2 separate regions of the Oryctolagus cuniculus genome follow, and region 2 is linked to region 1. Evidence: chromatin contacts called from public Hi-C data. All regions are on one chromosome and are shown on one strand. The core of a region is the stretch at or near the end of the contact, and the rest is flanking DNA. Distances in the headings are between cores, read along the strand shown.

Region 1 (4,738 bases), core at 42-2,541:
ACTCCTTGAGGTCCCTCTCACTTCAAAAACAGCACGAGTCCCACCTGGGGCATGCAGCATTGTTAGCGGCAGAGTGTGTTTACGTGTTGTAGGCGTGAACCGCCTGGTGGTGCTTGGCGTGTCCGTGGGGCTGCGTATAGCACGGTGGACCTGTGACAGGGCCTTGCCTGGTGATGTCGTATCTGCGCTAGCTTGCGGGCACGGGGATGGAACTGTCTCACGGCGCTGTGTGATTGTGCTAGCTGATAAAGGTACGCTCAGCACCTAGCTCTTCTTCCAGGCCCAGAGGCACACAGGCCTCGCGTGGCGTGTCTGAGCTCTGGGTTGACAAATCTGTGAAACTTCCCCGGGAGACGTGGCAGGAGTGCTGGGGAGACACGGGCCTTTGTCAGAGAGGAATACAATTTTGAGGAGGCTTTGCAGGGTCACTGGCTCTCCAGGCGGAGCTGGGGGAGGGAAGGAAAGATGGCCTGGACAGGGCCTCCCAGGACTGGCCAGGGGAAGGCCATGTTAAAATGTGAGGTCAGGGGACGCGTGTCGTGGTGCAGCGGCTATAGCTGCCACTCGCAGTGCCGGCGTCTCATATCAGAGCACTGGTTTGAGTCCTGGCTGCCGCGCTTCCGATCCAGCTCCCTGCTGATGTGCCTGGGAAGACAGTGGAGGGTGGCCCAGGTACTTAGGCCCCTGCTACCCATGTGAGAGAGCTGGATGGAGTTATGGCTCCTGGCTTCGGCCTGGCCCAGCCTTTTCTCTTGCAGCCATTTAGGGAGTAAGCCAGTGGATGGAAGATCTCTATAGCTCTGTCTTTCCCATAAAAAAAATCTTTAAAAAATTGTGCTGTCTGGGTAGAGGACTTGGCCTGTTCAAACAAGGCCTGTTAACCCTGGCATCTCTCACCCTCGGATGGGCGACGTGGTCTGAGCCGGGCGCGGCAGGCAGCGCGGCTGGGGCCCGCAGGTGGGGTTGCCAGCCGAGGCTTTCTGTGTCTCGCTGCTAAGCAGAGAACGCACGCACCGTTCCGGGCTAATGACAGGGCACCGCAGGTAGGAACATGACCGAGCCCTCGGCTCCCACATGTGTGGTTGGGTAAAAGACAATCACAGATGTTCCTGGAATTCCCAAACCGGATACAAAATTGCTAGCAGGATGCAGAGAAAGAGGACCCAGCCAAGAGTTTCACATAATGAGAAGCTTGCCTCCCGCCTGGTCGGCCTCGCCAGCGCCGTGGCGGGTCGGGCCTCCTTCTTGCGAAGCCACGAGGATTAGAAAAGCCGCGTGCGTGTCTGCAGGGTGGAGGGAGGGCTGCTCCAGCAGACGGCTTTTCCTCGCTCTGCTCGGTTTATATCCAGGATCCGTGGCTTTCCACTGGGTGTGGCGGACCCGGCGGCAGCCAAGGGGTGTGCTCTTCTACCCAGATGGGCCGTGGTGCCCGGGATGGAAAAGAAATCGGGCAACGGGCCTAAAAGGAACTGAAAGCAGCCACCCAGTTCTCTTCCCCGGGGGCGGAGGGTGAGCGCTTTAAATGGAACTCTGTCTGGGTGGCAGCTGGAGGAAGACCTGGCCCTGAGGACACTTCTTGCATGTAGCCTGGACGGTAGAGTCTGGAAGTGCAGAAGCAGGGAGACACTGGGGAGACCAGGGCAGCCGGACGCCGAGGCCGCTTATGGGGCTTAGTACGCAGGGCAGACGCCTGCTTCTGGGCCAGCTCGCAGCAGAGCTGAGAAAAAAGAGCTGCCTGATGGAGGCTCCCGTCCCTGCCACTGGCCCCTTTATCGCACTGCGTCTGTGACCCAGCTTCCTGGGTGATGCTCGGTTTGTAAATTGCATCCATGCTCCTGCCTTGCCCAGATTCGAAACTCTCCAAGGAGGCTGTTTGAGCTGGGTTTCCCTTGAGTGACAGACATGTTGGAGGAGAACGTGGGTGTCGCACCCCCTGGGTGGTTTCTGTGAACGAATCCTGCACAGCCCCGGGAGTGGCGTCTGAGACCCCATCCGCTCGTCACCTTGCCTTCCCATGGCTCCGTGTCTCAGGGTGCTGCACGCGTGCACCCCTGCCTTTGTCCAGAGTCATAGTCCTCAAGTGCGGCCCTCACTGCCATTGCCGTCTTGTGAGGTCCAGCGTTCCCGTCTACAGGAATAGGGAAGAACCAGGAGGTGTTTACCCATCTCATGTGTGCAGAGGAGGAGAAGCAGTGTTCCATGTCAAGCCCTTTCATGGAACAAGTGCTCGATAAATGTTAGCTGTGGTGACCATGATTCTATTTCTTTTCATGAGGAAGCACTCTCAGAGGGCTTCCTTTGAAGCATTAGATTCTAGACCAAGGCCTGGCAAACTCACGGCCAGAACCATCCCGCGCCTGTTTGTACAGCTTGTGAGCTGAGAACCATTGTCACATGAAAGTTTTTTTTTTTTTTAATGAGATTTTGTGACATGTGGAGAAGAGGTGAAATTTAAATTTCGGTGTCCATCAATAAAGTTTTATTGGCGCTTGACCACGCCCCTTCATTTGCATATCGCCCAGGGCTGCCTGGAGGTTGGTTGTGATGGAGAGGGCCGAGCCATGCCCTGTCTGCCCCTTCTCAGAACCCATGTGTCTCTCCCTGTTCCAGGTGACTGTGAAGGAGGCACCCAGGACAAAAGTTGTTGGGCTTCCTGTTGGTTGGAACAGAGCCCACCACCCTGCAGCAAATAGTAAAGAGATGATGCAGATATCTTTGGCATTTTCAGAGAAGAGAAGGAAAGCGGAGACGGTCTGATTTGTTTAATCCTACAATGATGCTCATGCCGCCTTTTCGTCAAGAGACTCTGACCTCAGTAGGGCGGGCTGTGGGTGTTGCGGAGGGTACCTGTTCTAAAATTCCTTTAAATAATAAGGAACCTTCCAGACTGTTTGAATGGCATTGTGGGGAGGGGGTGCGGGAGGAGCCACATGAATGCCCACCCTCCGTCCCGCCTCCTTTGTCCCAGGCTGGGGCTGAGCAGGGGGCAGTACTTGGAAAGCTCATGTTCTACTTCAGCTGCTTTGTCGGTCTGCCTCGTTCCACCTTGTTCCAGAAAGGATTGACGGCAGCTGGGACCCCATGGAATGTCCAGAATCCCAGGTCTCGGAAGCAACAGAGCCTAGGGGCTGTGGTGGGGGTGAGCAGACTGGGTGTCACTGCTGGTTTAAGGAGCCCACCCTGGGGCAGGTGCTGTGGTGTAGCAGGTTAAACCACTGCCAGCTTCGTGGGCCTCACATAGGAGTCCCGGCTGCTCCACTTCTGATCCAGCTCCCTGCTGATGTGCCTGGGGAGACAACAGAGAATGGCCCAGGTGCAATGGGAGACCTGGTTGGAGTTCGCCTGGCCCAAACACAGCATTGCAGCCATTTGGAGAGTGACCCAGCAAATGGAAGATTCTCTCTCTCTCTCTCTCTCTCTCTCTCCTCACCCTCACCCTCACCCTCACCCTCACCTTCTGTCTCTCTAACTCTGCCTTGCAAATAAACAAAATGTTTTTTAAAAAAGCAAAAAAGAGAGGTCGCCTGGCAGCTGAGTTTATGTTTCTCAACAGAAGGAACACTGTTTTCTTTCTTTCATCTCTCTGCCCACTGTCCCCCCACCCCGGCTCCTGCTCCCAACTCCTTACAGAACAGACTGTATCTGCTCGGGTCTGATGGAGGTGGGAGGGCAGTGCTGGAGAGCAGGCTGCCCTTGGCACGCCCGAGCCTAGCGAAGCCCAGCAGCCGGAGGCTGAGTAATGGACGGAACCCGCAGACCCAGGGGTGACAGGGCTGAGAGCCCTGCGTATGAATCACCTCCAGCAGCTGCTCTTTGCCCCAGGGGAGCCACTCACACATTCCCCAGGGAGCCAGTGCCCGGGAGAGGCGACGTGGACGTCACAGGGAGTTTCACCACATGTGGCCTCAGACGAGCTTGTTCCCATGGGTGACACCCAAGCTTCTCAGGGTGAGAAACCCACGCCGAAGATGAGTCTGCTCGTGTGTATGTGTGTGTGTGTGCACATGCATGGATGCACATGTATGTGTGCACACACACGTGTGTGGGGAGGGCAAGAAACCCCAGCCAAAGAAGGCAGGGCTCAGAGTCTTCTGTGTGTGTGTGTGTACATATGTGCACCTGCAGGCCTGTGTCTCGTCCATTCTAGGGCCTTGCTGTTGGCTACAACTGCCTCTATGCCCCTCCTTCCCACCACCAAGGCAGGAGGTCGCCCTGTGGCGGGAGCCCCCCAGTCTGTAGCCATCATAACACCGTACCCGAAAGGTGCTCCCTCCACAGAATCCTGCCCTGAACCTACGGTTTCCATGAGACAGTTCCTGTGAGCCCTGGGATCCAGTAAGGTGGCAGGGGCTGGCCGCCTGTGAACAGAAGTCCCACTGACCCCTCACGTCTCACGTCTGCCTCTCGTCTTACAAACCCCGGAAGCGCACAGAATAAGCCAAGCCCCCAGCTGCCCGGCAAGCAGCCTTTCCCTTCTCGCTGCCGTTAGTCATTGCTTCGTGAAGTCTTTCTCTTAGATTTTTGTAAAATCTTTATTTTTCCTCACCTGCGATGCCTTCATGTGGAAAAGCCCCCTTGGTATGTCCCTGACTTCCTGGCTTCACGAGGACGTGAGTATCTCCCAAGTATCCTCTCTCCGTGGATAGCTGAGCCAAAAAGAGGAAGCCTCTGTGAGTGCGTCCTCAATAATTCAGTGCAGAAATGGCTGAGGTCATCGGGTTCAAGTGAGGGTCAGTGG
Region 2 (4,736 bases), core at 1,848-4,347, 330 kb after region 1:
AGGCTGGAGCCCTGGCTGGCCGCGTGGCTGTAGTAGGACCCCGAGTTCTGGTGCTCCGCGTAGTCGAACTGCGAGCGCGTGATGGGCGGGTACGAGGGGCTGTAGTGCGGGAGGTTGAAGGGGCTGTAGGCGATCTGCTGCGGCGAGTGCTGCGGCTCGCTGTAGTGGCTGGGGCTCAGCTGCTCCGTCTTGATGTGCGTTCGCTGCGCCTGGCCCGGCTCGCTGCTCAGCGTGGTCAGGGTGTGCGCCTGCTGCGGCTGCGGGGGCGCCGGCTGCGGCTGCGGGGGCGCCTGCTGCGGCTGCGGGGGCGCCTGCGGGGCCTGCGGGGGCGCCTGCGGGGGCGGCTGCTGCTGCGGGGGCGGCGGCGGCGGGGGCGCCTGCTGCTTGGACATCCACACGTGGCCCGCGCCCGCGGGGGTCGCGGCGGCGCTGCTGATGCCGTAGCTGCCGGTGTAGGTGACCTGGCCGTGCGTGGCCGGCACCCCCGGGTGGCCATTGGGCGGCAGGTACTGGTCGAACTCGTTGACGTCGAAGGTCTCGATGTTGGAGATGACGTCGCTGCTCAGCTCGCCGATGTCCACGTCGCGGAAGTCGATGGGGGGCTGCCGGCCCCCCTCGGGCAGGGGGCGCCCCTCTCGCTTCAGGTCAGCCTTGCCCGGCTGCACGTCGGTCTTGGGAGTGGTGGGTGGGGTCGGCGGACCCTGGGATTGTCCTGCGCACACCGAGAGAGAAAAAAAGCACCGGAAAAATCAAGCAAGGCTGAGACAAGGTCCCGGTCTTGGGACCCCACCCCCCACCCCGATGCGCTCCCTCTTGGCCAGTTGATGGACGCGCCGCTGCACACCCGCAACCTCCTTCCATCAGGGGAGGGTCCCCGCCCCCTACGCCCACCAGGGTCCGGAAGTAGACCAAATTGCTACTTGTAGGAGAGCCTTGTGTGTGCTTTTGGGGGCGGGGGTCAGACAGAAGGAGGCATCATAGATCTCCTAAAAGCTGTAAAGGCATTTCACCTAGCAATAAAAACTTAGAAGTCTGAGTTGGCGGTGTGCGTGCACACACGCGCGCGCGCCCGCAGGGGGTTTGGGGGGGGGCCCTGGGCGAGGAGAGGGGCGAGACTTCGCGCCCGGGGCGGTGGCGCCTTCCCCAGTGCCCAGGCAGAGGCTCCCCGGCGAGAGCCTGGAGCTGAGCCAGGTGGGGCCCAGGCGCGCTCACCCGAGTGCTCGCCGGGGGAATGGACCTCGCTCATGCCGGACGAGGAGTGCGGCGAGTCGGCCTGCAGCGCCTTGAAGATGGCGTTGGGCGAGATGTGCGTCTGCTCCGTGGCCTCCTCGGCCTCCGCCTGCCCGTTCTTCACCGACTTCCTCCGCCGCGGCTGGTACTTGTAGTCCGGGTGGTCTTTCTTGTGCTGCACACGCAGCCGCTCCGCCTCCTCCACGAAGGGCCGCTTCTCGCTCTCGTTCAGCAGTCTGTGGGGGCCGGGTGGGGAGGGGGGCGCAGAGAGAAAGAGGGGAGGGGTCAGTGAAGCCCGCCGCCAAGCTGTCAGGCCGGCGGGGCCCAGGGGGTGACTCCGAGCGCTGGGCTCCCCGCGCGCAAGCCCCCATCTTCCTCGTCCCAGCCTCCGCTCATAACTTTACTTAAAAAAAAAAAAGGCTCAGTTCGGGTAGTGCGACCCGAGTGGCGGTCACTCCCCGCCCCGCCCCCTCCCCTTCCCCTAGTTTGGAAACCCTGGAGACGAAAACGGCAGCCCCACTGCAGCGGCTCTAAACGCCTTTGCTACTGCATGTAGCCCCCTGCGCGTCCCAACACCCTTTGCAAACTTTCCAAAGGCCTCCCCGAGGCCTCATCTGTGTCCAGTAGCCTCCACCCCCTGCCTTCCCCGTCCCTGCCAGGGGTCTTCTCCTGCACCCCCTCCCCCCTACAACCCCAACTCCGTGGATGTGGGGTGCCCGAGGGCACGAAACTCCCCCGCGCCGCCCTGGGGTCTCCTAGCAGGCCGCTCCCGCCCTCCGGCTATCTCCCCCCCCCACCTCTTCCACTGGCCACCCCCTCCCCGCGCCGCCCCCGAGGGCACTCCAAGAAGTTGGTCGGACTCCGAGCCAAAGTTTCTCCTCGCCCGCCGCACACCAATCCCTCCTCCCTGCGCCCGCCTCCTCCGCCTCGGCCGCTCCCCGCACCGCAACTCCCGGACCGCTGGAAGGCGGGGCGAGCAGAGGTGGCCTCGGCCAGCGCCCCCCACCCCCGACCCCGCGCCGCCCCCCGCCGGGCCCTACCTCCAGAGCTTCCCGAGGGTCTTGCTGAGCTCGGCGTTGTGCAGGTGCGGGTACTGGTCGGCCAGCTTCCTGCGCGCCGCCTGCGCCCACACCATGAAGGCGTTCATGGGCCGCTTGACGTGGGGCTTGTTCTTGCTGGAGCCGTTGACGCGCACGGGCATGGGCACCAGCGTCCAGTCGTAGCCCTTGAGCACCTGGCTGACCGCCTCGCGGATGCACACGGGGAACTTGTCCTCTTCGCTCTCCTTCTTGAGGTCCGGCTCGCCCTTGGGGAACGTGTTCTCCTGGGGCCGTGTATTCTCGGTGTCGGAGCCGGAGCCCGACGGGCAGGGCGAGCCCGCCGAGTCCTCGGACATGGTGGGGCTGGGGGCGCCGGACAGGCCCTTCTCCTGCTCGTCGGTCATCTTCATGAAGGGGTCCAGGAGATTCATACGCGGGCCCGGGGCAGGGGGCGGGTGGCCGGGAAAGGCGAGAAGCCGCGGCGGCTCGGGGACTCGAGGCGCGGGCTCCTCTCCCTTCGGCTGCCCGGACGCGGAGCGAGCGGCTCCCGGGGAGGCTGGCGCGTCTCCCGGCTGCGGCGGCGAGCACCGGGGGAGGCGCGGGGTGACCAGTCCGCGGCTGCCCGCTCCAAAGTCGGGGCGGGGGAAGTGAGGCGAGCTGGAGGGGAGGAGGAGGAGAGGAAGAGAGCGCAAAAGCGGGGGCGCTTGCACCCCTTCTCTTCTCCTCCTACAAAGAAAAAGCTCCCGGGGTGAACTTGGCAAGTCGCTGCGCCGCCGAAGTTGCCAGTCGGTTTCGAGCTCCGCTCTCTGCTCTCCAACTCCCAGCCCGGGGTCGCTTTAATAAATACACCCACTCACCTTAGGGACGCCCGGCCAATCACAGCGCGGCAGTCTCGGGGTTGGCAGGCAGCTGATTGGGCCGGGGTATAGGGGAGGAGAAGGATGGTGGTACTGGGCTGGGTGACGAGACGGGAGGGGAGGGGAAGGGAGCGCAGCCCAAGGGTGGATGGTGGTGGTGGGGGGTGGTGGTGGGGGTGCCGCGGGGAAGGCGGGGGACCCGGGACGTCCAAGTGTGTAAGTTTGCCGCACTCTCGGAATGTCAGCATGTCGGGGGCCTTTCTCCGCGCGGGTAGTTTGCGCGTGTGTGCCTGTGCGCGCGCGTGTGTCTAGACTAGGAGCCACGGCCCGCTCACCCCTGATAACTCCCTTCCCCTTGTTCTCTCTGCGGTCCGGAGGACTTCACCGGAGTTCGCAGTGTTCGAAAAGCAGTCGCTCCTTCCTGCGCAGCCGGGTTTGCGCGCCTGGAGCCTGCCTGCCCGCCTCCAAAAGTGCTTAGAAATGGTCTTGGGAAGCAAATGTTTTGGTGACTCAACGCCCGCTGTTCCTCGGTAATAATCCATATAAAGAGATTAACATGCTCCGCTTCGCCGGGGCCCGCGCGGCTGGGGGGGATTCTGCTGCGCCCCTGCACGGGGAATCAATGGAAACCGAAGCTACGTCCCCGCCAGGGCGGGAGGCGGCGGCGGCGGCGGCGGCCGGGACGCTGTAGCCTCGCGCTGCCGCGGCCTCTCCGAGCCACCCCCGACCTTGAACTCCTACAAGTCCTCCCAGGGACCCCTGGCCCCTCTCCCCGCCTAAGCTTCTGAGCCTTTGGGCGACTGTGTTGACGCTGCGCTCCTCACCGGCGCGGCCGAGTCAGAGGCGGCGGCGGCTGCAGCTGCTCCCGCAAACTTTGCCAACCGCGCTGGCTTTCGGAGACCGACTTTTGGGAGAGCGTCGGTCACGGGCTGGCTTTGTAAAAGGCCACACAGTTGGGCCCCGCGCGGACCACTCTTCCCCGGCCCGACTGCCCGCTCTCGCCCGTCTCTGCGGAGCACCTGGAGCGGCGAAGCGCCGGCGGCTGTGACCTTAGCTGGTCCCTTGCAGACCCGCGCGCGGCCGGGAGTTCTGGGGAGAGGGGGAGGCGTCTCTTATGCATTTCAGGTGTGATCTGTGTGCACACGCACCGCCTAAAGCCAGGCAGGTTGGATTAAGTGCAGACTTATCTGTTTTGAGATGGGGTGGGGTGGGGGAGTCTTGGTTGCCTGCGGGGTTCATGCTTGCAGGATCACACATACATGCACACAACCATGGAAAACTGTTAATTTTAAATTCACCCACCCCCATCTCTCCTTGACGCGCTTGCAAAAGTTCGCCTCGGATGAAATGCCTGTGATGGTGAATCGACCCGCCTCGCAGCAGATCTGGGTTTCCCCCCTTCTCTTCTAATCTGAGAGGTGCAGACACCATTGAAGGACTTAAAAGAATGTTTTGCCTGCAGAATTCTAAAAAATCTCGTTTTCTTTCGAAGACGTTAGAGGGAAGGTGGTAAGGTGCAACCATGTTCAGCAGTATTTTTATTATTATCATTTTTAACGCACGTAACTGGGGTTGCATGTCTCCAGGACCCTACAGCTTGTTTACCGGC

Evidence for each region. A called contact is a pair of places that touch in the nucleus more often than the background predicts.
Region 2: a contact with region 1 is called in a Hi-C map of skin fibroblasts, with 4 times the contacts expected there. The contact joins the promoter of SOX9 here to the enhancer-like site in region 1. A contact is called at or near these places in 2 of 6 Hi-C or Micro-C datasets (ear pinna and skin fibroblasts).

The regions. Positions count from the first base shown.
Region 1 is chr17:7,403,485-7,408,222 of mOryCun1.1, forward strand. The region is part of intron 1 of LOC103351609 (a long non-coding RNA gene); the gene reads left to right. Among named protein-coding and RNA genes, the nearest start is that of SOX9, 330 kb to the right of the region's middle. Within about 2 kb of position 1,292, at least 1 of the 8 cell types and tissues checked has an H3K27ac peak or open chromatin away from gene starts, as enhancers often do. A contact at or near this core is called in ear pinna, where this site is marked.
Region 2 is chr17:7,735,219-7,739,954 of mOryCun1.1, forward strand. SOX9 (SRY-box transcription factor 9) reads right to left here and starts at 3,098. Exons shown (of 3, transcript XM_051825911.2): 1 at 2,271-3,098; 2 at 1,213-1,466; 3 at 1-712. The coding sequence starts at 2,701. LOC103351608 (a long non-coding RNA gene) reads left to right here and starts at 3,244. Exons shown (of 5, transcript XR_011383266.1): 1 at 3,244-3,343.